Regions from separate parts of the Mus musculus genome. Here regions 2, 3 and 4 are each linked to region 1. The links are chromatin contacts, called in public promoter capture Hi-C maps. All regions are on one chromosome and are shown on one strand. Each heading gives the region's core, a stretch centred on a gene start, on an enhancer-like site or on the middle of the called end of the contact. The rest is flanking DNA. Distances are from core to core; before and after follow the strand shown.

Region 1 (2,515 bases), core at 7-2,506:
CCCACAATTGAATTCTAGAACAGTTTGAGTTTGAGATTTAGCAATGCCCTGTCATTGAGTTAGCAAAGACATTTTAAGATTAACTGCTTTGTGTGTCTGTGTTTTTTATCCAAAGATCCAGTATTCTCTAGGTGAGGGGCTGATAGCACTGCCTGTTCCCAGAGCTTAGGTGGGGTAGCAAAAGGTACATGTAACACTTTAGTATGCAAGTTTACTCAAAGCATATACATTCTGTGATCTCATTTTCTGAATCTGTTTTGTTTTTGAGTGGGGAGTCATGTATACCAAACATGTTTCAAACTTTCTATATGTCTATAGGTGACCTCGGACTCCTATTCCTATCTCCAGTAACCAACATCTGGGATTTTCAACATGTAAAACCACACTTGCTTCTATACAATCATCTTTAGTTTGAAGTTCCAGTTATTTGGACCAACACTTTTTCACATGTTCATTGTCTGTTTTCATTTCTCATTTTAAGAATTGTCTTCTCAAAATATTAGCTCATTTTTTTAATCCATGTTTGCCTTGTGATGTGAAACATTTTGGGGTGGGTGAGATAGCTCAGAGGTTAAGAGCACTAGCTGCTCTTCCGAGGGTCCTGAGTTCAAATACCAGCAACCACATGGTGGCTTACAACCATCCATAATGAGACCTGACTCCCTCTTCTGGTGTGTTTGAGGACAGCTACAGTGTACTTACATATAATAATAAATCTTTTTTAAAAACAAAACAAAAACAAACAAACAAACACAGCTGGGCAGTGGTGGCGCACACCTTTAATCCCAGCACTTGGGAGGCAGAGGCAGGAGGATTTCTGAGTTAGAGGCCAGCCTGGTTTGTAGAGTGAGTTCCAGGACAGCCAGAGCTATACAGAGAAACCCTGTCTGGAAAAACAAACCAAACCAAAGCAAAGCAAAACAAAAACAAAAACGAAACATTTTGTAGGAAGCAGGTTGAGTTTTAAAATCACAATATATGGACCCAAAGTATCCAGTACACATAATAAACAATGCTGTCAAAGGTTCAACCCATACTCATTTTGAAAATTTAAACGCGGTACCCTGACTCCCCGTGGCTATCCACCTTCAGAAGTGGCTTGTTTCTACCCATTCTCTTTGGCAAACAGCCTGACAGTAACTTGGGAACGTTTCAAATCACCTACCACGGCTTTGTGAAACTCGCTCGCAGAGAATTGTGGGAAATGTAGTCTCGTCCGCGGCGACGTCACAAACAGGGACTCTGGGAAGGGCGCTTCCGTGTTTCTTCTGCGCCTGTGTGTGTCTCCCTCTCTGGCGGTCTTCTCCAAAGTTGGGCCAGTGTCGGGTCCTGTGCGCGCTCTGGTAGCATCTCTGGCATGGAGGTTGGTCCCAGGATGTAGCGCAGCCAGAGGGACGTTGCGGGGTGGGCGGGTCCGCCTTGGAGGGAGGCGGGAAGAAGTTGAATGGGAGGTACTGTGGTGACCTAGGCTTGTCCATTCCGGTGCTGGTTAACGCTGGAGGAGGGATGGAGCTGGGAGTGGCCTCTCTTTTAAGGTGCCGTTGCCCTGTTCTGTCCTGCACTTCTGGGGCAGGAGAGCTGGCTCGGTAGCCTAGGAATGGAGAAGGGTGCCTGGCAGGGTGCATCTGCTGTCAGCTTGTGCCTGAGGTGTGGAAGCATGCCCTTAGCTGACACTGTCTCGATGGCTTCTGTTATCCGGAATTTAATAGATGTATATACAATGCAGTCCGATCAAATCCACCCCTACTGTCCCCTACTTCAACAGTACCAGGTATCTCCCAAAATGCTCCACTCCCAATTTCCTGTCCTGGTGGTTTTGTTTTTGTTTTATAACCCACTGAGTCCACTTAGTATTGCTCTAGTGTGCATACCTGTGTGTATGGGGCGGGGAAGGGAGGGCGCACAGGACATCCCCTAGAACGTGGACGCTCACTGGCCACACCTCCAAGCAAAATAAACAAACAAACAAACAAACAAAACGAATCTCTTTTTCAGTGGTCATGAATTCCAACCGATCCTTAGCTAAGGGTGGGGCCTTGTGAACCCCTCCCCTTTCCCTGTTGAAGTTTTGACTGACGTTATTTGTGTGTTATGCTGGTAACCATAGCTACCTTTTCCCCCTTCCTATTGCCATCCTTTTGTGTTTGTATTGGGATTTTGAGTCAGTTTCTTGTGTAGTCCAGGCTGCCCTGAAGTGTTCTGTGTAGCTGATAGTGACGTTAACTTCCGTTCCTCCTGACTTCTCCTCCTCTTTACTCCTCTGTGCCCTAGGAAGATGGCCATCTGTCACTTTGTTCTTTCCTTTGTGACTTGCCCCTTAAACCTTCTCTATTCTTTCAGATGACTATTAAGCCATAACTTATTGGTTAAGACAGGATCTAATTACTAATTTGCTTAGGAAATGGCAGAATTTCACTGGGTATATAAACAACATATGAGATGTAGAAAAGAAATTTGGAGATGCTCATATATTTATTTTAATTTATAAATATCAGTGAAGGATGCTTTGCTAAAT
Region 2 (2,515 bases), core at 10-2,509, 2.9 Mb after region 1:
ATTTGATGGAGTTTAGTTACCGGTTCTATCGCTTAACCACTGGATACTCATTCAGATATAAAAATCTTTATGGAGTCTCTACTAGGAACAGGCTGCCTGGGAAACGCAGCAAGCAAATGAGCTCCAGTTGCCAGTTCTATCCTTTAGCCTCTAAAGAGATTTTTAAAAAATCTTTGAACTGCTACCACCATCAGACTGCCTGGGAAACACTGCAAGCAAGTACGACCGGGAGCTGACTACTGTGCGAATGGTTGCTCATGCGTCCCACCGCGGTCCCGAGCCTGGCAGCAAGAACCAATAGTCCGGGAACCGTAGCAGGGCTGGTCACGGGACTCACATTAAGAACCCATGCCCTTAGGCAGGAGTGGTGACTCACGTCTTTAGTCCCAGTACTGGGTGTGTGTGTGTATGGAGGGGGGGGGGCGAATGGGATCTCTGACTTCGAGGCCCTCCTGGTCCCTACATAGGGAGTTACAGGGCAGCCAGGACTCTATAGAGACCCTGTCTCAAAACAAAAACAAGCCGGGCGGTGGTGGCTCATGCCTTTAATCCCAGCACTTGGGAGGCAAAGGCAGGTGGATTTCTGAGTTCGAGGCCAGCTTGGTCTACAAAGTGAGTTCCAGGGCAGCTAGGGCTATGCAGAGAAACCCTGTCTCGAAAAACAAAACAAAACCAACAACAACCCCCCAACGCCCAAAAAGAAGTGGTGCTTTGCTGGCGCCTTGAGCAGCCGTGGGTGGGGTGGGGTGGGACGGGCGCGGCCTCAGCCCTTTAAACTGGCTGCGCGCGGGAGGGGGCGGATTGGGTGGGGCGATGGGGAGGGCCCTCTCCACTGCAACTTCTCCAGACTCCTACCCTCTTTACACCCCCTCTTCTTCTGGTGGGGGAGGGACCCAGCATGCTCGCCCCGCCCACCACCACGCCCCTTTCCCGCAGCTCCTCCAATCAACAGCCTCTTTCCCCCTCCCCACCTTCGCAGGAGTCATCCGGCCAGGGTGGGGCTCCCGACGGGTGTGTCAGGACAAGACGCGCGCTCCTACAGACTTTCGAACGCAGTTGGCCCTCCAGACAAAAAAGTATGAGAGCGGCGGCCAATGACGTGGCAGTAAGGACCCGCGCTCGAATTGGTTCCGCCCCCTCCGGACGGAACACAGCCTGGACCCGGCTATTGGCTCTCGCGACCTGTCACTCGTCGCGGTGGCCAGCCGCAGGGTCCTCGCGGTGACTGGTTCCGCCCAGGCGCGAAATGTAACGCGGGAAAAGCCGAAGCGGGGACCGCGGCGGCAGGTTGTTATTCTCGGGGACTCGGCGCCTCGCGTCCCGTTTTCCTGTCAGCAACGCTGCTGCAGCCTGATCGCCCGGAGCCGCCTGCCATGAGCCGGCGGCTGTGAGGCGCCGAGACGTAGCAGCGCGGGCGAGCAAGGCAAGCTCGGGCCGCCGAGAGCGCGAGGGCTGCAGACGAGCCAGCATGATCCGCGGCGCCCCGGCACCCATGGCGGAGCCGCCGCCGGTCGTCTTCTGCCACGACTCCCCGAAGCGCGTACTGGTATCGGTCATCAGGACCACGCCGGCAACGCCTCCGTGCAGCAGCGTGGGGGAGCCCGAGCCGCCGCCGCCGCTCGTCCCCACTAGCCCCGGCTTCAGCGACTTCATGGTGTACCCGTGGCGCTGGGGTGAGAACGCGCATAACGTGACGCTCAGCCCGGGGGCGGCGGGCGGCGTCGTTTCAGCCGGACTGCCCGTGGCGGCTGAACTCCCGACGCTGCGGGGTGCGCCTCAGTCCTCCGCCTCCGTGGCCGCCGTGTCGGGCGGGGAGGACGAGGAGGAGGCGAGCAGCCCAGACAGCGGCCACCTCAAGGTGAGTGGCTCGGGCGGCCCCGGGCGCGGGGCGGCCTGGGGCCCGTTAACGGCGCCGCTCGCCAGCGGGGCGGGGCCGGAGAGGAAAAGCGGGGTGGCGGGGGCGGTGGCTGACAGGACGCTGACGTCACTGCCGCGCGCCAAAACCGGACCTTTGGGGGCAAGGTGGTCATGTGACGGGTGCGGCGCGAAGGCCGGTCTGAGGGCAGCAGGTGCAGCGGGGTGATGAGGGGGAGGCTCGCTGTGTCCAGATGCCTTGCACTGCTGTGCTTGTAACCTCGCGGCCTCGGCCTGCTTAGATGTGGGAAGGAAGGATGTGAGCATTTGGCTCCAGCCCACATTGGGGCGGGGGCCAAGTATCGCACTGTATCCCTGGCCTGCCTGGGACTCTCAGAGTTCTACTTTCCGAGTGCTGGAATTCAAGGCTAGCGACACCATGCCCTACTATACCCTTTACATCCGGAGCAGCTGAGGGTTAGGGAGTTTGTTAAAGCGTCTTCATGAAAATCGTATGTATAGCTAGCTAGTGGGAGTGTTGGCACACGGTGACTGTGCTCGGAAGGAACCGGGAGTGTGTTTATGGGGCTAGACTTAATACTGGACATTCATCAGAGCTCAGGAAGGTATCGGTAAATCTGTGTGTCGAATACATGGTATT
Region 3 (2,515 bases), core at 12-2,511, 2.6 Mb before region 1:
GGGATTCAGAGCCAGGTACGCTCTACACACACATTGATTAGGTGAACTGTGTCTTCATACCTTTTGGTCTAACAAACACCCCAGAAATTATGTTCAATTATAAAAGATTTCCAGGGCAGCTGTGAACATGTTCTAGTCCGGTGGTCTACAACAGTGACATGGTAGGAAGCTGTACAGTGGAGTCACCAGTTAGCATTGACCAGCTACCAAAACAGACTTGAGGAAACCATCCAAGCCCCTTGGAGAGGTGAAGGGAAAGCAAGTAGCTGTAAGCAAGTCAAAAGGCCCCAAAGGCACCCTTGCTAGGGAGCCGTCCATAGACGCTCTGCTCTGCTCTTAACAATCTCCCTCCTGGCCGGGCGCGGTGGTGCACGCCTTTAATCACGGCACTTGGGAGGCAGAGGCAGTCGGATTTCTGAGTTAGAAGCCAGCCTGGTCTACAGAGTGAGTTCCAGGACAGCCAAGGCTACACAGAGAAACCCTGTCTCGAAAAAACCACAAATAAATAGATAAATAAATAAATAAAAGATTCTCCCTCCTTCAAAGCAAGCACGAAGTGTAGACACCAGTTCTTTCCAGCACTGGGCCACTGGCTGCATCAAGGAGCAAAACTCTTCCCAAGTCAGGAAGGAGCTCACCCCTTCTTCAGCTTCCATGGCTGTGAGCCATCTTTCCTCCAGTTCTCAATTGCAGCGTGTCAGCTCTGAGCATCTGGTAGTCCCTGATTTCCCCGCACCTAAGTACTCTATGCACTTTTTGTTGCTCCATTTTCTGTTTAAAGCTTGTGACTAAGACTAAATGCCAGGCCTGATACAGAAGGATAGCTCCTGTCACCATTAAGCCTGTGTTTCAGGTGAGTTTACCGGCATTAACACTATTCTAGTCAAGGGAACTGCTCACCAAGAAACCTGAGCCATGTTTTATATCAATAAAAAGCACCACGAGAGAGAGAGAGAGAGAGAGAGAGGGAGAGAGAGAGAGAGAGAGAGAGAGAGACTCCCTCAACTCCTACAACTCCAACTACCTTCAGAGGGCTCTGCTAAGGGTCGACCCCAGCTACTGTTCAGGGCAGTCAAGGACTGTCACTGAACTTCTTCCTCAAGCTAGGCTTTTGAAAAAGGGACTCCTGTGAGCCTCAAGCTGGGCTTAACTCAGCCCCTCTGCCTCCCTCTCCCTGATATTGACAGCACAAGTCCTCTAGTTGGCTTCAGTGATAGGAACTGGCTGCCAATGCTAAGTACACTGCCTGCTTTTCAGAGCTGTGGGACTACGCCATCCTTCCAGCTATCAGAATCCTCCCATCCCTGAATGTCAGCTAACACAGGCATAAATCTGGTCAAGTTCAATTCTTATCACTTGGCAGAGAGTGCCTGTGGCTATGACATCATGATAATTTCCTTCTCCTCGTGCAAAATAATTGTTCCAAAATCTCATCTTTATTAAAGCTAAAGTGTAAGAATCGAATATAGCATATCAAATGTCAACCCAAAGGACCCAGCTGAGGGCTGACTGCACAGCCCAGGCCAGCCAGGGCTGAGGCACACCTAATGCACCCATGGCAGGTGGTGGGTGCTGAGCCACAGGAAATGTGAGTGAACTTTCCATATTATATTTAACTTCCATCATGCTTGTGAGGATGGCACTCTGGTGGACTGTGTTATCAAAACATGGAAAACACCTACTGACAACTTTTTAAAACCTCCAATACAGGTTAAGTTAATGGTGGAAAGCTAACTCTTCAGCAAAAGGCTGAAAGTGAAGCACTTTAAAAGCATTGTGAAAATGCTATACTGTTAGAAAATGCTGCCTGTCTGATGTCTCAGTGTAACTCAGTGTCTAAGACTTTACAGCAGTGGGACGGGTACTAACAAGTACAGGTCAGCCAAGAACATGTTGAAACTGGGACCTTGTGAAACTGGAACCGACTGACATCACTGCAAAGATCAGCCTGGTAAATCCTTAACACAGGAAGACTCCCCTTCCAGATGCACATCCCAAAGCGTGGAAAGCAGGCCAAGAAACCTTAACACCACGTTCACATTCACAGCCCCAGGTTCACAGGAGGTCACAAGTGCCCACCCACTGAGGAACTGTACAGACAGCTGGGTAACGCTCAGCTTACACATGGAATAAAACCCTGACAGAAACTTGCACTGCTGCAAACAAGGCAGTAACCTAGAGTGACCTAGAGTCACAATTCCAGAGACAAAAGCTGAATGGTGGCAGCAGGAGACACAGAGCTTCAAGGTCAGTCTCGCAGGATGAGGAACTGAGGACCATAGTGAAAGCTTCACAGCATCAATTAGCCAAGCATCCTGCGCTGAACACTCACAGGCAAGATGCTGGGGGGGGGGGGGGGGGGGATTATTCTACCCCATTAAACTCTTACACAATCAATGTATAAGGGTCTGGCATAGTTACAAATAGTCATTTTGTTATTAGAGAAAAATGAGCACAGCTTTGTCCCTAAGCTTTCAGGTTCCAAGTAATTCACAGACTAAGTCAATCACATCTC
Region 4 (2,515 bases), core at 5-2,504, 2.5 Mb before region 1:
ACAGAGAAATCCTAGGAAGGATTGTAGTCAGATTCTGGACCATGGACAGTGAGGAAGTGGCTGTGCAAGAACAAAGCCACTCTGAAAGGATGCAGTGTCCGTACATGGTGCAATGACAGCCCGTGCCAACAGGGGGCTTCTGTACTGCCATTGTTTAGAAACTCCTGTGACAGAGAATTTGGTGAGAACCTGAGCTGGCTCCCAGTCTCTTCACTGCCCACCCTAGAGACAGTGTGGAAAGTCAGTATAGCTGTGAATACCTGCTCTGTGGTGTTTGCTTTGTGTGAGCTCGCAGACACAGGCTTGGTGTTAAAGACCACTGGAAATGTCAGATCTGAGTCCTCATCTGGCTTTCTGAGGTAAAGTGTCACAGGGGGCGGATTCCTGCCCTCCCTTGCTGGATATCAGCACCCACCTCATGGCAAAACAACATGGGCTAATGCCCTGAATAATAAGTCACAGAAGGGGCTGGAGAGATGGCTCAGTGGTTAAGGGCACTGACTACTCTTCCAGAGGTCCTGAGTTCAATTCCCAGCAACAACATGCAAGCTCACAACCATCTGTAATGGGATCTGATACCCTCTTCTGGTGGCTGAAGACAGCTACAGTGTACTCATATACATAAAATAAATAAGTAAATAAATAAACCTTTAAAAAGTCGTGGAAGGATGAATTTATCTAAGATAAGATAGTAACCCACAAAGACAATATGAGATTTTGAGTCTTGATCCTCTTTCCTTGTTTCTAGACAACTTAGGGTCAGAACATCCGTTAGTTTTAGATCCTTTTATGATTAAAAAGCCACAGACTTGTTAAGGGCTGTTTTTAAAGATGGCCAGATTGAGGCAAGAAGAATCAGGCAAATGCCAGCTTGGAACCCTGTTTGTGGATTAGGTCAGCGGAGAGACAGCCAGCCACAGGGACGCAGCACCTGAGGAAGTTCTGTACATGGAGGAGAGCGCTTCCCGCTGCCGCTTCTTGATCTCTGCCGGAGGATCACATCATACAGCCCCCGTCATAAAGTTCACAGTGCTTCCCCAAGCTCGCTGCCATCCATGAGACGGGAAGTGAGGTGACAACACCTCATCCCTGTGGCATTAGCGAGGCCTTCACTTGACCATCGTTGCCATGAGACTGAGGAAGGCTGCTAATCTGCCCTCCGAACCTGAATGTGGGGACGTGGACTGAGTGAGCCAGCATTCCGTGTCATGTTTTCTGGTCAGCCGGCAAGACCAGAGGGGGTGGGGGTGGGGGTGGGGGTGGGGGTGCTGTTCTCTACAGCAGAAATGAGCAAAAGTCAATTTATCAAGGCACATAACAGTACAGAGCAGGGATTTCAAAGCATGCCGTTGCTTTGTCAAACACACTGGCTACCCTCTAGAAAGCCGAGGATCCCCTACTTCACGGGGCGCTACCCCAACACCCAGCCCATATCCTTCTCTAGTGTGTATGGAGGAGGGGCTGGAGGAGAGCGGATGGCCCAGGGTAGCCGCAACCAACCTCAGTCCTTTTTGTGGAGAATTTGTCATCTTGGACACCTGCCTGGACTATCAAGATCTTGGACTACTGCTGCAGGGCAGAGCGCACACCCGGCGAGGCCCAGAGTTCCTCTGTGGGACCGACACACTCCTGAAAGCGCAGATGCCCCCTCAGTGCCAACTCAAGGCATAGGAGTGGCGGCAGCAGCCCACTGCTCTCAGGGGAGTTTGCCTAAACACTGTCCCCTGCCATTTCTCTGCTGGAGGTAAGATGACATTTCCCCAATGAGTGTCTGTGAGGGCAGCCCCAAAATGAACAAAACTGACCATTCTTGAAGACTCAGATTGCTGTGGGCACTGCACATGTTCAATCTGCTTGCTCTGTATTCTCTCACAGGAACTGTGCTGTGAGGCTCTGGCCGCCATCAGTTCAATGACTCAAGTTTAAAAAGAAGGTGAAATTCAGAAGAAAAATCCAGAAGGAAGGAGACCTGTCAGCAACCTGCAGCCCATGCCTATGCTAATGAGATTGCTAGTGACAGCCAAGCTTTGGAGGCATTCGATGTCCCCTGGAATATCCCTGCAGGCAAGGCTTTGAGCCCAGCCTCGGTCTGTCTGGAGTTGGGGGGGGGGGGGGGCGTGTGGCTCCCCGGCAGCCAGCGGGCCGAGCCAGGCTTTGCTGTCATGAGGAAAGAATCTGCAGGTCTGTAAACTTGCTATTTTTAGGCCTTAGTGGGGCTGAGCCAGTTCCCCAGTGTAGTAGGGCCCTCATATTTTACTAAATAGAACCTTGAAAAGTTATGACACAGGTCTCGGACTTAAAAACTTCAGAGGGTTGAAATGCCACATGGCTAATTCGTGAAGACAAAGGCACTGATCCCGAACCCCTTTTGTTCTCCCAGGTTGCTCCCCCAGTCCACGCCCACTTCAGCAAGCAGCTCGCCTGATGCCACCCACTAATTGTGAGTCTTCCCGCATGTACTCACTTTGAGGCCTGGCCTGGCAACTGTGCTCAGTGGCAGCCATCATGTCCACTA

What was found. Promoter capture Hi-C pulls out the DNA fragments that hold promoters and counts their contacts.
Region 2: a contact with region 1 is called in a promoter capture Hi-C map of hippocampal neurons, with 4 times the contacts expected there. The contact joins the promoter of Zfp367 here to the promoter of Zfp712 in region 1. A contact is called at or near these places in 2 of 39 promoter capture datasets (cranial neural crest and hippocampal neurons).
Region 3: a promoter capture Hi-C map of liver shows a contact between it and region 1, with 2.8 times the contacts expected there. The contact joins the enhancer-like site here to the promoter of Zfp712 in region 1.
Region 4: a contact with region 1 is called in a promoter capture Hi-C map of pre-B cells, with 2.9 times the contacts expected there. The contact joins the promoter of A530095I07Rik here to the promoter of Zfp712 in region 1. A contact is called at or near these places in 2 of 39 promoter capture datasets (maxillary cranial neural crest and pre-B cells) and 1 of 115 datasets of contacts at active chromatin or transcription factors (large pre-B cells).

What each region holds. Positions count from the first base shown.
Region 1 is chr13:67,059,911-67,062,425 of GRCm38.p6, reverse strand. Zfp712 (zinc finger protein 712) reads left to right here and starts at 1,256. Exons shown (of 4, transcript NM_001166218.1): 1 at 1,256-1,363. The coding sequence starts at 1,358.
Region 2 is chr13:64,151,943-64,154,457 of GRCm38.p6, reverse strand. It overlaps Zfp367 (zinc finger protein 367), which reads left to right and starts at 1,259. Exons shown (of 5, transcript NM_175494.5): 1 at 1,259-1,858. The coding sequence starts at 1,469.
Region 3 is chr13:69,623,442-69,625,956 of GRCm38.p6, reverse strand. All of the region lies in intron 9 of Nsun2 (NOL1/NOP2/Sun domain family member 2), which reads right to left. Among named protein-coding and RNA genes, the nearest start is that of Nsun2, 13 kb to the right of the region's middle. Within about 2 kb of position 1,261, at least 15 of the 459 cell types and tissues checked have an H3K27ac peak or open chromatin away from gene starts, as enhancers often do. A contact at or near this core is called in liver, where this site is marked.
Region 4 is chr13:69,542,808-69,545,322 of GRCm38.p6, reverse strand. A530095I07Rik (a long non-coding RNA gene) reads left to right here and starts at 1,254. Exons shown (of 2, transcript XR_001780994.2): 1 at 1,254-1,744; 2 at 1,876-1,929.